2 separate regions of the Triticum aestivum genome follow, and region 2 is linked to region 1. A link is a contact called in public HiCAR-type data. All regions are on one chromosome and are shown on one strand. Each heading gives the region's core, a stretch centred on a gene start, on an enhancer-like site or on the middle of the called end of the contact. The rest is flanking DNA. Distances are from core to core; before and after follow the strand shown.

The links. HiCAR-type assays count read pairs that join an accessible place to other places.
Region 2: a contact with region 1 is called in a HiCAR-type map of leaf, with 9 times the contacts expected there. The contact joins the promoter of LOC101290606 here to the promoter of LOC123189856 in region 1. A contact is called at or near these places in 2 of 5 Hi-C or Micro-C datasets (both in leaf) and 1 of 1 datasets of contacts at active chromatin or transcription factors (leaf).

The regions. Positions count from the first base shown.
Region 1 is chr2A:624,482,028-624,487,632 of IWGSC CS RefSeq v2.1, forward strand. LOC123189856 (UDP-glycosyltransferase 73C6) reads left to right here and starts at 2,869. Exons shown (of 1, transcript XM_044602361.1): 1 at 2,869-4,518. The coding sequence starts at 2,946. The coding sequence ends at 4,412. It overlaps LOC123189857, which reads left to right. Exons shown (of 10, transcript XM_044602365.1): 6 at 1-286; 7 at 387-444; 8 at 658-710; 9 at 812-839; 10 at 1,837-2,105. The coding sequence ends at 1,843.
Region 2 is chr2A:624,953,500-624,959,066 of IWGSC CS RefSeq v2.1, forward strand. LOC101290606 (cytokinin dehydrogenase 8) reads right to left here and starts at 2,042. Exons shown (of 5, transcript XM_044602368.1): 1 at 1,183-2,042; 2 at 878-1,005; 3 at 503-769; 4 at 95-357. The coding sequence starts at 1,771.

The sequences.
Region 1 (5,605 bases), core at 1,619-4,118:
GTCAGAGGTCGGGGTCATGGACCAAAACCAAATAGAAGGGCTTACTCAAGCGCATCAAGCTCAACTCAGCATGTAGTGGAAGAATTGGCCTCTACAAAGGAGATTGTTGCTACGCAGCAAACTCAAATTGAGGCTCAACAATCTCAACTTGAAGCTCAACAGAAGAAGATCGATTGGCTACAAAGTGTCGTGTCTAACTTGGTTGGCATTTCACCTCCTATGGACGGCACTAGTGCAACAGGGCTAGGTTTCACAACTGAGCGGCCAATGCCATCTGACGGAATAGGTATGCAACACATCAATCTCAACTATTTTTGGCATTTTTTATTCACTGAAAATACATGTAGCATATTGCCTTTTATAAAGCATTCCAATTTCTGCCACAGGTTCGCTGATATCTAACACTGTAGAAAGGATGTCAAGTTTTCCAAGATCATTTGCAAGGTAATGTTATTTTTCCCATGCTCTGGTATTTTAGATGATGCCTCCTACACCTGCAGCTTGCTTAGATATAGCAGTGTACTTGGTATCGAGATCTTCTAATCACGATAGTTCTTGCTAATAATTCTGTAACAGAAAATGAAGATACTCATCATGAATATATGGACTTACAAATTCCAATGTATAGCTAGTAATACATGTATACATTTTCAACAGTCATTTGAGGCCAGGATATAGACCTGCTCCAACTTCTTCTTCTGATGGCAATGGTATGATCAGTTTGCCTCTCCTTCAAACAATCAAAATACTATGTGATTTGGCAAATTTCTTCATGATCTTAATCTTGATGGTCCAAATTTGTGAATCACAGGCTCTCTGGTGTCGGATGGAGGGTCCAGGTATTCATGATCAGGTTGCTAGCTTTATTTTATGTTGTTTACCTCACCAACCAAACACGCTCCTGCAGTGCTTTCCCCCTGGCCGACACGATTCAATGCTGCACTTTCCCTGCTTTTCGTGCCTGCTACCACATCTCAAGAAAGGCACATTGCATTGCCGATTAATTCTCTGCCTTACCTAGTCATTCTATTAGTTAATCCCCGGCACAAGCTTGTCTTTCTCGTCTTGGGCGAATGACACGGCTTGGCACTAGTTAACTTGCCATTTCTTCATTGACGATTAGCTAGCCTTAAACACTACTGGCCTCTGAATTTTTGGGTGTGCCGGTGCACCTAGATCCACCCCGTTGCTTCTTCAAAATGCCAGATCAATCTACTTATCTGACTGAATTCTCTTGACCACATTTACTCTCGCTTAGTCGAGTTCTGCCACCACCCATGCACTCTGGTTATTAACACCAGTTTAAGTTAATTTAATGCGCTCATTTTTATTTGATTAGTTTGCTGCGACGCTGATAATATTAAGTGTACGTAGATTAGCTCAAGTCTTGGATGTAATCACGTATGCAGTCTGTTTACTTTTGCTAGACCTGACCTGACCATGTTCCTTAATGTTGGTTTCACACGATTCGTTAGTTCATTATCCAGCGACGTCTCTTGGTGGACAATTGGATAGTTATTGGTTTCTGACCCATGGGAGTTGGAGAATAATGTGATTCAGAGTTAGCTATGTACAAATGTATAGTAGAAATTAAAAGTAGGTAGGTGGCAAAGTAGGTAGGTGATTCAGAGTTAGCTACGTACAAATGTATTTCCTATGTATGTGTGCAGTTTTTCTTCCTGTGTTGTTGAGCTTCTGAGCTATGGCAAAGCTGATCAAGTGACTGGCAATTTGGTGTCTCTAGCTTAGTTTATTGGCATGCTTGCACTCTTTCTGATGTTTGTTATGTCTGGTGTTGTTAATGAAATAACATGTGCTCTGGCCACCATTATATAGGAGATGACCTTGGAGGAGCAGCGGAAAGCAATACTCGCGCTAAAGACTGAGAAGAGAAAACTAGTTGGATCTAAAGAAAATTCAGTGTACAAATGCTAAATGTAATGTTTGGATCATATTGGGGTTTACTGATTGGATCATATGTTCAGATCAGTACTAAACGTGGTACTGTACTTTGCAAATGCTAGAGTGGTATTTCCTACTTGCAAAACAAAATTCAGTTTAGCATGTAATGTTTGGATCATAAGTTTACAAATGTTGATTCTGAACTTCTGAATGTTGGTTTTGAACTGCCAAATGTCTAAAATTCTGAGATTTCTTGCATACTGCAAATGTCAGCGTGTGACAATATACTGTACCTATGATATAGTTGCTTTCTCATGCCTGTAGTTACCAAGGTTTACAATTTTTTGGTTACAAAAGATGTCTAGTCTCCAACATGTAGTTGGTCTCTACATTCTTTTAGTCACCAAGCCTTGGCTGGTCACTTGATATCTCTAGCCACTAACCATGTACATGGTTGCTGTACATTTTTAGCAACCAAGTCGTCCATGGTCTCTAGATGTCATCAGTCACCAAGTCTCCCTTGGTCCCTAGATGCCATTAGTCACCAGATTTGGTTGGTAGCTATTGGTATGACATTTAGTGACCAGGGTTCTCAATGTTGGTCGCTCAATATCTATAGCGACTAGACTATAGCCACCACGAAGCGACCAAGTAGTGTTGGTACCAATAGACCACTAGCCACCAATTTTGTACCTTTAGCAACCGATCACCTTGGTGGCTAAAACTCATGTCTCTAGTAGTGTGCGTGGAATGTTCGTTCGTCTTTGCCCTTTGAAGCCCCGACCACCGCCCAGGACAACTAATTTCCTAGTTTATCAAATATCAATCATGGAGCAATAAGACCGCTACTTGCGTCTGCATACGCATGTGCACCCAATGTGTCGACACACATCGCGCGGGTCACGGAACCTGCATATAAAACAAGATCCTACCCAGCAGCTCGTCGCACACAAACTAAGAGCCATAGTTCCCATCTCATAATTTTCAGTCATACCAAACTTTGTCGAATTTGTGGACACCATAGTGCAGCACAGTAACAGGCAATGGAGACCGCCAGAAAGCCTCACTTTGTGCTCGTCCCATGGATAGGAAGCATCAGCCACATCGTCCCCATGACGGACATCGGCTGCCTTCTCGCCTCCCATGGAGCGTCGGTCGCCATCATCACGACGCCCGCCAACGCGTCGCTTGTCCAGAGCCGCGTCGACCGTGTCACCCTGGGCGGCACGGCGCTCGCGGTCACCGCGATCCCCTTCCCGGCCGCCGAAGCCGGCCTGCCGGAGGGGTGCGAGAGGTTGGACCTGATCACGTCCCCCGCCATGGTGCCTAGCTTCTTCGAAGCCAACAAGAAGTTCGGCGAGGCGGTGGCGCAGTACTGCCTTCGGGATGCGCAACGCCGGCCGAGCTGCATCGTCGCCGGGATGTGCCACACGTGGACGCTGCCCATGGCGCGAGACCTCGGCGTGCCCTGCTACATCTTCCACGGCTTCGGCGCGTTCGCCTTGCTCTGCATCGAGCACCTCTACAGGCAAGGCCGGCAAGAGGGGATTGCGTCTCCGGACGAGCTCGTCGACATCTCAGTCCTGCAGGCGTTCGAGTGCAAGATCCTCGTTAGGCAGCTGCCGCCGCATTTCTTGCCATCCACGTCCATGGGGAGCGGGGTGATGCAGGAGGTCCGGGAGTTCGACATGGCCATGGACGGCGTCGTGGTGAACAGCTTCGACGAGCTGGAGCACGGCTCCACGGCGCTTCTCGCGGCCGCCGCAGGCAGGAAAGTTCTCGCCGTGGGGCCGGTCTCTCTGTGCTGCGCACCTAGTCTCGACCCGCAGAGCGATGACGCGAGGCGGTGCATGTCGTGGCTGGACGGCAAGAAGGCCAAGTCCGTGGTGTACGTGAGCTTCGGCAGCGCCGGGTGCATGCCGCCCGCGCAGCTCATGCAGCTCGGCATGGCCCTGGTCTCGTGCCGCTGGCCTGTCATGTGGGTTATCAGAGGCGCTGACTCGTTGCCCGACGACGTGAAGGTGTGGCTACGTGAGAACACCGACGGCGACGGCGACGCGGACAGCAAGTGCCTCGTGGTGCGCGGGTGGGCGCCGCAGGTGGCCATCCTGGCGCACCCGGCGGTGGGCGGATTCATGACGCACTGTGGGTGGGGCTCGACCCTGGAGAGCGTCGCCGCCGGCGTGCCCATGGTCACCTGGCCTCTGTTCGCCGAGCAGTTCGTGAACGAGAAGCTGATCGTGGACGTGCTTGGCATCGGGGTGTCCGTCGGCGTGACAAAGCCAACGGCCAACGTCCTGACCGCTGGCAAACATGGCAGCGGAGAGGCGGAGGCGGAGGTTGGGGCGGAGCAAGTCAACAGCGCTCTGGAGAAGCTGATGGATGGAGGGGATGAAGGGGAGGACATGAGGAGGAAGGCTCTGGCATGTAAAGCGAAAGCAAACGCTTCTCTGAAGGAAGGTGGGTCGTCGTACAACAATTTAGAGGAATTGATTCAGTCTTGTGTCTGAAAATTCGACTGGGCAGTCTTAGCTAATGGGATGAGAATATAATTTCTTTGTGTCGATTGTTCCTGCAGTATAAGCCAAAATGCCAATAAAGGACTGAAGTTTCTAACCCTACTTTCACCTCTTGACTTTCTACCAAACCCACAGCAGTTGGTATTCAGTGTTTAACGGAAATCCCTCCTTCGCCCAGAGCGAACATACCTGAACAAGTGTCTGAAGTCCGACCCACTCTCACACTAAACGTAGGGGCGCAGGCAACTCGAAGCAAATCACCCGTGAAAATATAATAGCAAGTGAGGAAAATACTCGATATCGAAATTTGTATGTGGCCCAGTCATTTTACGAGAAGTGCCACATTTATATTAATAACATCAATAGATTACAGCAAATGTAGCATCTCTCTCAAGAAATCTAAAGAGATAGCACACCAAGAGAAAGTACATGAAACACTCCCAACAAAGGAATTATGCAGAAAAATCCTTCTTCATTCCTGCAACCACCAACACATTGACCAAAAACTTCGACCACCGCTGTCCCCGAAGTGTCCGCCGGAAAGGAGAAGAAACGGTCTCCACTAAGCAAAAATCCAAAAGAAAACCATGCTGAAATTTGAGATGGGCTATAGGTGATGGGGTTATGTACCTAGGGTAGGGTCATGGACCTGTTCCAAGTAACTTACCCCAAGACATCCTTAGAAGAGGTCGCCTTCCAGTCGACCAATGAGGACACACTCGACTGGCCTGAAGGACTCGACCACGAAGACTCACTCGACCACCAGGAGGTCAAGAGGCAGTCTGCACTGCAACGGCCTGTAATCAAGTAGACTTTATGATAGTAAAGGCACTTTATGTGGGGCGTTACCAGTAACGCCCCAGACTTAACTCACCTTAAACCCTCTCCTGCGTGGGCTGGCTAGGGTCCTGGCGCACTCTATATAAGCCACCCTCCTCCACAGGCAGAGGGGTTCGGCACCTTGTAATTCATACATTCATAATCCACTCGACCGCCTCCGGGCTCCGAGACGTAGGGCTGTTACTTCTTCCGAGAAGGGCCTGAACTCGTACATCTTTTGTGCTTACAACCTCTCCATAGCTAGGACCTTGCCTCTCCATACCTACCCCCCACTCTACTGTCCGGCTTAGAACCACGACAGTTGGCGCCCACCGTGGGGCAGGTGTTTTAGCGATTTTGTGGAG
Region 2 (5,567 bases), core at 792-3,291, 470 kb after region 1:
GTTAAGATATCGTGAGCTAACACTAATTTGCAACAGGAAAATGGAGATGATGATGATATACTTTTGCCAGAGGAGGAAGGATAGATGTGCGTACTTGTCAGTGAGGAGAGGGTAGACAAGGATGGCCCCCTGGAAGTCTCCCGCCAAGACGGTGTCCATGAGCAGGTCCTTGAGCTGAGCGACGCCATGCTTGGGCACGAACATGTTGAGCCAGGGGTGAGCCACGTCCCAGAGCCCCTGGCTCCTCAGGCTCTCCTCCTCCATCCTCACCCTGTTCAGGAAGTCGAAGTAGGACACCTCCACGCTGTACATGTGGGGCCTCATGTGGCTCATCTCCCCTGCCACCAGCTCCACAACCTGCACAATTTTTTTAAAGACCACAAGAAGACTAACTCGTTACTCCAGTATTCAGCCGTCCTTTTCTGTTGCTGTTCAAGATGTTAACTCGCGTTTTTTATTTAAATTGAAAATTGAAAATTCTGTGTGAATTCAGGAGACTGACATTGTCGACACTGGAGCTGGAGCCGTCCTGCTGGAAGTCATGCACTGCAAACTCTATGCAGTAGTAGACCTTCTTCCTGCCCTCGGAGCCGAAGTCTGGGCTGAAATCGATGCTGGCGGGGAAGGCAACGGATGAGCTGCGGATGGAGTGCTCATCCAGAACCATGAACCCCTCCACGTAGTCCACCTGCTCCGGCATTGAGATCAGAAGCTCTTGGTCCTTGGTGAATGTTTCGAAGCTCTCGTAGAAGGCCCTCACCCATCGCACCTGATGATCACCAGGATGGTAAAAACAATAACCAATTGTCAAATAAAGCTTAAGAGTAACGAAAGATGATTGGCAGTAGAAACGAAGGCATGAGGCGACTGCATGTACCTTTGGAGGAGCTTCTTGGAGTAGAATCCGTGCCCTGGTGATGATGCCGAACTGGCCGAGACCGCCAAGAACTGCGAAGAAGAGATCCGGGCTCTTGGTGCGCGAGCATGTCACGACCTCCCCATTCCCTGCGGCCAACATACCAAGAACATGAAAAGGAGGGGTAAATCACTGCAGAATTTACAGGTTCAGCGTTTTGTTCTTTTCTTTTTTGAAAATTGAAATGAAACAGAGAAAGGGTTTATGAGAATAAGAAAAATTGACAGTAGGCTGCATGTGCGCGGTGGCTGTTGAGTGCTGCATACCTGTGACGACTTGGAGCTGCAGGACGTTGCTGATCTGCGGGCCATGCTTGAACGCCTGGCCGCTGATGCCGGCATTGGACAGCGTCCCGCCCACGGTGAGGTACAAGTAGTCCGTCCAGGACAGCGGCGCCAGCCCGGCCTTCAGGCACTCCTCCAGCACCTCCACCCACAGAGCGCCGGCGCCCACGTCCGCGTAGGCGCAAGCGGTGGCCTCGCCGCCCGCCCGCGGCGCCGCCACCACCACGACGGTGCGTGGCAGGGAACGCGTCTCCACCACAATGCCGTCGCGCGCCTGCGCCTGGCCCTGAAGCGAGTGCCCCACGCCGCGCGCGGCCACGGTCGCCCTCGGGCGCGGCGGCGCGGACGACAGCGCGCCCAGGAGGAGCGCGATGTCGGCGGAGGACCCCGGGCGGAGGATCGCGAAGGGCGCGTCGGAGACGACGGCGCCGAAGTCGCGCGCCGAGGACGGGGTCGGCTCGAGGAGCGCCACCGGGCCGAACACGTCGGTGGGGCTCTGGATGAAGGTCGCCGCGGAGCAGAGGAACAGGGCTAGCACGGCGGCGTACATGCACAGCGCCTTGAGGTCCATGGCTTCCTGGCCAACCAGCTCCGTCCGTCTGTCGAGTGTCGAGCGCGCGCTTGGACAAGTTACGGGGCCCGATGGCGCTCCTTGCTGGACGAGGCCGATGGAAGAAGCAAGGTAGCTGAAGGCGTGGTCGCTCGTGGTCGCTCGCGCGAGCTGTTTGGTGATTGCTGCCTCGGCCGGGACGTCTCTGTCTGGATGGATCCTTGGGTTCCCACAAGAACTGTGGATCGATGGGAGGGAGGGAGGGAGAGGGAGCGAGGCGAGACAGCTCGCGGATATATACAAGCGGAGAGGAGAGGAATGGGTCTCTGTCGCCGGTCGTAAGCCGTGCCGTGACGCGGTCGGGCCCTGAGAGAGAATCTAATGGAAACCCGGAGTGGGGTACGGCGGATCCACGAGGGCCCGGACCTGTTTCCCGCCTCCGTTCGCTCCACACTTCCACTGATCGATCGCGTTTGTCCCAAGAGGATTAACCACTAAACCTTGGGCAAGAGAGCAACTTACATCGTGAAGAAGTTTAAGAAGAGATCCATTTTAAAAAAACCTTATACTGCTATTAGATAACAAGCTCTAGTTTAAAACTGCGACACTTGTTTTGGATTGGAGCATCAACTGAGACTTGGTTTGACTGAGATTTAGCAATCCTAATCTTTTTTGGATGGATATATCGCTGTATTACTGCTAGATTGTGGAAAAAGAAGGGTACTCGTGGCTATATTGGACCCATGTCTTGGAAAAAGGCCTCGTCCTCGTATATTTTATAGAACTGCAGAAACCCATGTACAGCAGTGCGTATTCTAATCGACGGTATATTAGAAAAAACTCTGTATAGTATCAGTATGTAGTGCCTGCCACGGCACGTAGCGGTCAGTCGCCTCCTCGACGGTGGCTACGAGAGCGCACCGATCCATCTCCGGTGGTCACTGTGGCTGACGCTTAGACGGCATTACTACTCTACTTGCCAGCGACCGTTTTGACTCCCACCGCGGAACGAGTGACCCGTCTTGGCTTCTCTCCCGCCATCCCCGCAGAAACTTCAACGCTGGGCTGCGAGCGCGAGCGCGAACGCGAAAGCGGGCGGCCGGACAGGTGCGTGTCTGCAGCAGCGGCGCTTCCCCGTTGCGGCCTACCTGCCTGCCTGGCGCACACCCCGTGCGTCCGTGGCGTGCTTGCTCGACACTGCTGGGCAGCGACACCCACGTAGCACACGTTACGTGCATGCACTCGCCGCCGGCGTCTGCGGCGACGTACGTACCCACGCGTCCCATACGAAACGTCACTTGCGTCGCCTGCCGTCACCATGGGTCTCGTCGGCGCGATACGTACGTGTGCTTGCGGACTATTTTCTAGAAAGAAGGCGTGCTTGCCGCGTGGAAGTTCTCAGGCTTAAGTCACGAAAACCTAAATCCTCTTACGGCGGCGGCTAGGGCGGCTAGGGCTTCGATGGTTCTCATACTCCGGCGCCGTCCTCCGCCGGTGATATGGGGGAGCGTTGGGGGCAAGGGGTTTGTTGGATCCGCGTGTATGGATCGTGTAGATTTGGATTTTAGGACCTACTCCTAGTAGCTTAGGTTTTTGGCCGTTCGACGTTATGGCGTCGATAAGGGCTACGTCGGCGTTGAATCCATCACCCACTTGGATTCGATTGCTAATCTATTCAAGTGGGGATGGTGTAGTAGCGGAGGCATTACGATAATGGAGTTGTGTCATTGAGATCCGTCGTTGTGACGGTGTTTGCTCCGATGACAGCGTGGTGCTCGAGAGGTAGTGCAGGAGGGAATGTAGATAGTAGTATGCTTTGACAACAACCGGAAGATGGTGGATCATATGCTGGATCCGTGGTTGCCAGATGGTAGATATGGTTTCTTTTTTCGACATCATTGCCGAGCGGGGGTGTCAGATCTAAAATTTGATGACGTGTCCTAAGTGCTGCATCGGCCAGATTCTTTCAACGGGCGATGGATTCGCCTTTCGTAAGCTACTTTAAAGGTTTGAAAAGTTGCTTATTAGCGATGGAGTCGCGACGAGCTTGGACAAAGGGATGATCCGTCACATTTTATTTTTGTGGCTGCTACGATGGTGCCTGAAGTAGATGACGGACATTGGCACCAAACTCGGATGATTTTTCGATTTGATTGTAGTTTTCTTTCTATGTTGGTAGTCTTTTGTGCAAAAGCTGGAATTCTGCTATATTATCTTTTCAGCTTTATTAGATCAATGTCTAGTGTATCAGTAACTTTGATTTTCATTACACAAATGAGACACGTATTATCATTTGGGAAAAGATGACCCTGACAAATGCCATACATGTGGCACGAAGCAATTCAGCCCTGACGTTTTTTATGACAAGTTTATTTACCCATGGATGACACTTTTAGTTGTGAGCATGTCTAAATTTCTGTTTGGATGACAAGTTTTAGTTTTTTTCGGATGACAATTTTTTTAAGTTGTAAAAAATGTCAGGGCGGTGTTACTTCGTGTCACACGTGTGGCACTTATCATTTGGCAAAAGAAAAGTGTACTGCATCGACCGGTCAGCCTCATCAAAGATTTTTCTTTTCTTTGAAACGGAAGTCTCGTCCAAGATTGATACCGTGAACCAAGTGTCCAAGTGCTCGCACTCTTGCGCCACACCAGAGAGAGAGAGAGAGAGAGAGGTGCACCAGTGGGATCGTTGCAGGGTCGACAAATTTCAGATTCTCAATATATTTTGATGTGCACTGTCCCTGGCCAGATATGTATGGGTCGCTTGCTTGCTGCCGCTGCTGACTTGCGTGGCGTATGAATTGCGCATGTGATCTGCCGCTGAGCGTACAGGCACAGAGGGGTGACAATTGGCAAAGGTACACCATCCAACATCACGGAGCGACACGTTGGCGCTGGTCCTGTGTCTAATGCTAGGCTCCGAATCCTATAAGATCCAGGCGATTGGACCGCTCCCTCGTGCAGGCACACATGAGCTGCAAGTATAAGGGCTCGACGAGACTTCGACGGTTTATCCTGCATTTCTGGCAAAGGAGATACACGAGGACGTCCACGGAGGTAACTATTCTAGACCAGAAAAAATGCTTAGTTTTTCTAGCATTTTGAAGTCATAGAAATAATGGCGGTGATTCTTTCTCGGTTGATTTGAAAGTTGTTGTTGTAAGTCGTCCTCCATTCATTGCCTTTCCGTCAATTATTATCTTCTCCTCCCTCCCTCCTTAGAAAGATCACACACCATCCAACTCAAATCCTCCTCTCTTCCCCCCCATCTCACACATGGCCAACAACGTGGCAACGACGACTTAGCCAGTCTCAACCCTAGCAGCCGCATCGGCCCCCCTCCTCTTTCCTGTCCGGTGGCTTTATCATGGTGTCGTCCATTTGGCTATCTCAAATAAAGAAAGGAAACAACAAATTCATGTAATTGTAGGGGTCGCTTTTCAAGAAAAGATACTTCTAGTACACTTTATATAAGATCTCAGTCATCACAAGAAAATTTGAAGCTATATATGTCAATCGCTGTAGAATTTGTTGTTAATTTTTAACAAACGGTTCTAAAATTCTGATAAAAGACACGTACAACATGAGATTTACAAGTTTACAAGCTCTTGGACTTGTACAAATGATCACCAACATCCTTGTCAACAAGAGAAAAAATGGTAAATGTTTTAATTGGCTTTAGAAAACCCTAGGTACTCCCTCCGTCCCATAATATAAAATATTTTTGCAAGCTAATTTTAGAACCAACTTAAAGTTCCCTTCAATCAATTCCTGTTGAGATGCGATGCTCACAAGTCATCTAAGAACAATGTGT